2 separate regions of the Sus scrofa genome follow, and region 2 is linked to region 1. A link is a contact called in public Hi-C data. All regions are on one chromosome and are shown on one strand. The core of a region is the stretch at or near the end of the contact, and the rest is flanking DNA. Distances in the headings are between cores, read along the strand shown. Region 1 overlaps RAD51B (DNA repair protein RAD51 homolog 2). Region 2 has its middle 36 kb from the start of ZFP36L1.

Region 1 (2,595 bases), core at 39-2,538:
AAGCAACAAAAGAAAATTAGTTTCGCCTCTTTAACTTATATTTAAAATTTATCGAGTTTGATCATTCATCTTACTCCCATACTTTGTTCTAAGTGACCAGTGGCTACACAAAAAAATCTAAAATAACCTAAAAAATAAAGACATGCCACCCTAGAAAACAGTCGGAAGGAGGAGCTATCCCCGCCCCCCCAAAAAAGTGCATAAAATGACTATATAATCTTCCATGACCATTTGAGGGAAACAGCATTTATTTGGCTATACCACTGCTGGCATTAGCAAAGAAACTTTGACATCACTTGGAAATTACTACTATCCCCACAGTAGTTTTCCTCTTCTATATATCAAAATGTTCTTTGTCCTAAATCTTCCTTTCACAAGAAGAATCAAAGCCAAGTCCTTTATAGGGGATGCCACAGTCTTCCTCTTGGAAGACCTGGCAGTCTTTGTAACTTCAATGTACTGGTGTTATTCCTGCTACTTCACATAAACCTTCACTTCAAGTTTGGTGTGTCTGCTACCACATTGCCCAATTCTTCCACTCTTCCAAATACTATGAAGAAGCTTCCCAGAAATCCCTGTTTGGATCAGCAAAAACAATTTGGTGTCATCAGCAGATTTCACCATTTCCGTTTGGAGTCATTAAAACATTAAACAAGCATGATCTTGGTATCAATCCTTGGAGTCCTACTATTAACCTCTCTCCAGCTTGAAGCCAAGCCATTCTCTGCTATGTTGTGATTCCCATCAGAGGATCGAGATGTGTTTATTTGCTAAAAGTTTAAACTTTGATGGATATTTTTTAACTGAAAGTTGCAAAATGCGTTACGAAAGTAAAGGGGAAAAGTTCCCAAAGGAAAGGCCAAAGAAACCAGCAAAGAGAAACAGCTTCTACTTGAGCAGTCTTATCCAAGCACTCAAACCACTTCATATTCAACTGATTCTAAAACCTCAACTGAATTTCGACTTTTGCCCTCCAACTATTTACTTCTTTTATAATCATAGGAGAAGCCTTATTAAGCACATTTGAAAATTCTCTATCAGATATAACTAGCAGGTCTAACTACTTTATTAGCTCTTTCCCCTTTTTATTACAATTGAAGGGGAAAAAGCAAACAGTCCTTACTCGGAAAGTGAAAAAGCAAACAGCTTCCTCCTCAATTGGGTCTGTGCTCTAAGAGAAATCATTCTTTCTTTTATTCAAGTGCAAATCTGTTTGAAGCTTTCATTCTGCTTTCCCAGCCTGCTCTCTGCAGCTGCATAAAAGATGAGACATGGGAATGAAAGAAAACTAGGTTGGAGCCAAAAAGCAATACTGTCCATATGCAAACTCACTCATCGAGCAGCAAGGCTTCTGTACATCCCATCTCACTTTTTCCATTCCAGCAGAATCCTAGCCAAAAGGAGGTACTGTACTATACCTGTCCAATCCTATTTGAAACAACATCTCAAAGGTAATCAGGGGATAGACAGGGTTACTAGACGCCCGCCCTTCCTCAGTCCTGATACAGCCCCTGAAGTGTTCTTAGGATCAACCTTTAGCTCTAAACTGAATGGATTGGGGCAGGATCAAGGGAATGAAGGGAAAGACCTTCACAGGTCATCATCATCTTATCATCTTAAGATGCTTATGGTGCAAGAGAGTGGCAGAGGCACAGCACAGTAAGCAGAATTTACTTCACCTATCTTAGCTCATGCAAAATCAAGGCCAAAATCTCCTCCTCCCCCCAAAAAGCTAAATCTGCTATACACTTTAAGAAAGTCTGGCAGCCCCTTAGCCTCCTTGCAAGGGTGTCAGGTAACCTTAATCCCAGCAATCTACTCAGGCCAGCAGTAAAACACACAACTGAAAAAATTCACATCAAAATCAAACTCTGCTGGGATCAGAAGGGTATTCTCATGGTTTTTCACTCAGATGTCATTATAACTCCACGTTATTTTTAATACTGTTCTTTGGATTTTGCCCCACACAGAATTCCCAAGTCACAAGAGGATCATGAACAATGTCCAGATGTATAAAATGCAAAAGTACTTCCCTCCTACTTGTGGATTCCAAGATAAACACCATAAGAAGCACGTGTGACTAAACTCAGAGCCCATTCCAAATTAAATACTGCATCATGTGCACAGTGTAGGACTTAAAAAACAAAACTGCATAAATATTCTACACGGTTCATAAGCCAGACTTGGGCAAGCACATGACCACATTGCAAAAAGGAAACATGAATTGGGGAGTAGGGGTAAAGGGTGAGAAAAGTCTCAGTCACAGCCTTTCCCAGAAAATCGGTGCTATTTTCAGTTAACACTTGTATAATATGGGACATAGATGAAAGAAGAATATTTTTCTTTGTTTCTTTTTTCCTACTGATGGCTTTCAATTCTAAAACCACCCAGCAAATAGGAAAACCCTTCCAGTATTTCAAAATCCCTAGCACAAACATCCCATGCACAAACATCATTAAATACACACACACACACACACACACACACACACACACACGCACAAGTAATGAATACTTAAATGTCTGGCTGGCCAGTGCAGACAGAATCCTTTTGACCTATAAACTGGGTTCTAGACAGAGTACATGGAACCTTGGG
Region 2 (2,595 bases), core at 53-2,552, 860 kb before region 1:
AGATGGTTCCATATTCGAGGTATCATCTCCCTCCTCCTTTTCAATGGCTCTGTAGTTTCCATTCCATGGTTGTGCCATCATTTATTATTTAACCAGTGCCCTCCTGGTGGTTCCCAGTGTTAAGGAGGCTGCAGAGGACGTCCCTGTGGATTCGTTCCTCTGCACCAGTGAATGTGGATATGTCTGCAGGGTTCATTGCCAGTAATGGGATTGCTGCACTGGTTGAGTATGTGCTTTTATAATTTGATAGACTGAAAATTATTTCTAATTTAGCTTCCCATCTTAATGTCTGAGAGAGCCCATTTGTTTAAAGATGGTTTAAGATACTCTAATAGTATAATAGCTGCCTAATCTGATTTGGTACAAGAAGGGACAGAGATCATTGTTAATTAGATGTCGCAGTATATTTGTATCTGTGTATAGAGAAATACATACACTTTTCAGTGCCTAATATATACAGTGTGTCTCGTACTTTAAAAACAAACCAACCTGCTTTGAAGTTCCCATCGTGGCTCAGTGAAAACGAATCTGACTAGCATCCATGAGGACGTAGGTTCGATCCCTGGCCTTGCTCAGTGGATTAAGGATCCGGCGTTGCTGTGAGCTGTGGTGTAGGTTGCAGAGCTGCTCAGATCTGGCTGGCATTGCTGTGGCTGTGGTGTAGGTTGGCAGCTACAGCTCTGATTAGACCCCTAGCCTGGGAACCGCCATATGTTGCGGGTGTGGCCCTGAAAAGACCAAAAGAAAAAAAAAAAAAAAAACCCACCCCCTAAAAACTGCTTTATTGAGTTCTGATTGAGAAAAACTGTAGGTATTTAATGTATACATCTTGATACATTTGCGTCTGGTACTTAAGTCTCTCCATCCCTGGAAATCACACAATTAATATATGCGGGGGACGATAAATGTCGTGACGGAGCTTTTAACATCAGAATAATCGAAGCTGACGGGGAAGGGCTGAGCCCGCCTGTGCACAGAGCCGCTGTGCGGGATCCGCTCCAGGAATCCTGCTTTGCGCCAGCAGATGGCGCTGGTGCTCCCCAGTGGCCGCTCCCCCGAGAGCGGGACTTAATTTAGAAACCCGAAGATGCCCTGAAGGTGTAATTTTCAAACCTCCTACCTAGCCGCAAGGAAAACCTCGGAGGATTTTCTTCTGGGAAGAGCAATTAGCCTAACCTCTTAGGAGGAGAAATTGCATCGCTGAACTTGTCTGGGAAAGTAAAATCTACTCCCTAAGAGGTCTTGGAGGAGAGAAACCTTGTGGGAGGAGGAAGCGGGTGCTGGGAGGGCTGGGAACTGCCGGCCAAGCTGACCGCTCCGAGTGGGAAATGCCTCAGGACCCAGGCTGGACGGTGATGGAGATACTGAGTAGTGCAAGATTACTTGGGGTGGGGCAGCAGGCCGGGACCTGCCAGCCGAGCTCTGCTCAGACCTCAGGCTAGCCCTGGAGACCCCTTCCTATCCACTCACTGTGAAAAAATGCCGCTGACACCGCTGTGATGAGCTGGGCCTGGACCCTGCTCTGACAGCAGCCGTCCCTTGCGGTGCAGGGGGTAGTGTTTGGGGTGGGAGCAGAGCAGCCTTTGGTGGGGTCTCCTCCAGATGGGGGCTAGCCCCACAGCCGGCTGGTTTAGACTCTGGACACCCTGGGATGGGAGGGAAGAATGGAAGGGTGTGGGAGCAGAGATGAGATCAGCCAGCGGGGATGGCCTGGGAGGCCCCCTGGGGTGGGGGGGAGTTTAAGGAGGCAGCTCTCAGGGGCCATAGGGGGGAGAGCCAGGAGTGGGGTGGGGGGGCACCCTGGCCAGAGCCCTGTGGGAGGGAAGAGTGGGACATGATGGCTCCATTACGGATGAGGCTGGGGCTTGCTTGGGTTCTGTGTTGTGCCCTGCTTTGAACAAGAGGCCCTAGTTTGGCAAAGGCTCTGATAGAGGGCGAGGGGCTGGGGAGGAGGGAGAGAGAGAATTATCCTGTCCTTACTCTCAAGGACAGTGTGCTCTCAGTGGAAAGAGAAAACAAACAATTGTGCGAGAGTGTGCACATGCAGACGCAACAGCTGTTACCATAAGGCTGCCAGTAATTGGAGCCAAAGGAAGCATCCAGATGGCCAAGACCATTTGATTTGGGGCAAATACAGAACCTCTCTATACCTCATTTTCCTCATCTGTAAAATGGGAACAGTATTTTTTTCTTTTTTAAGGGCCGCACCCGAGGCATATGGAAGCTCCCAGGCTAGAGGTTGAATGGGAGCTGCAACTACCCGCCTACCCTGCAGCCACAGCAATGCCAGATCCACCAACACCCACTGAGCAGGGCCAGGGATTGAATCTGCCACCTCATGGATAGTAATTGAGCTCCCTACTGCTGAGCCGCAATGGGAACTCCTAAAATGGGAACAGTGTTAAAATCAACCTCACAGGGCTGTTAAAAGGGTTAAGCACAAAACAGTGCATGTGAAGCTTGTAGCACAGCCCCTAGCATCTAGTAAGTGTCCCTGGTGATTGCCGATGCTGTCCTTTTTCGTCATCATTATTATTAGTTGTCATTTGCTGGAAGAGGAGGGCTGGGGAAAGGCAGGCTAGGGATGGCTACTGA

What was found. A called contact is a pair of places that touch in the nucleus more often than the background predicts.
Region 2: a Hi-C map of skeletal muscle shows a contact between it and region 1, with 7 times the contacts expected there. The contact joins two enhancer-like sites. A contact is called at or near these places in 1 of 5 promoter capture datasets (liver), 22 of 47 Hi-C or Micro-C datasets (adipose tissue, blood, fetal heart ventricle and 9 more) and 1 of 2 datasets of contacts at active chromatin or transcription factors (skeletal muscle).

The regions. Positions count from the first base shown.
Region 1 is chr7:91,674,259-91,676,853 of Sscrofa11.1, reverse strand. The region is part of intron 8 of RAD51B (DNA repair protein RAD51 homolog 2); the gene reads right to left. Among named protein-coding and RNA genes, the nearest start is that of RAD51B, 83 kb to the right of the region's middle. Within about 2 kb of position 1,288, at least 25 of the 83 cell types and tissues checked have an H3K27ac peak or open chromatin away from gene starts, as enhancers often do. A contact at or near this core is called in adipose tissue, fetal skeletal muscle, omental adipose tissue and 1 more, where this site is marked.
Region 2 is chr7:92,530,333-92,532,927 of Sscrofa11.1, reverse strand. No RefSeq gene overlaps it. Among named protein-coding and RNA genes, the nearest start is that of ZFP36L1, 36 kb to the right of the region's middle. Within about 2 kb of position 1,302, at least 20 of the 83 cell types and tissues checked have an H3K27ac peak or open chromatin away from gene starts, as enhancers often do. A contact at or near this core is called in adipose tissue, fetal skeletal muscle, omental adipose tissue and 1 more, where this site is marked.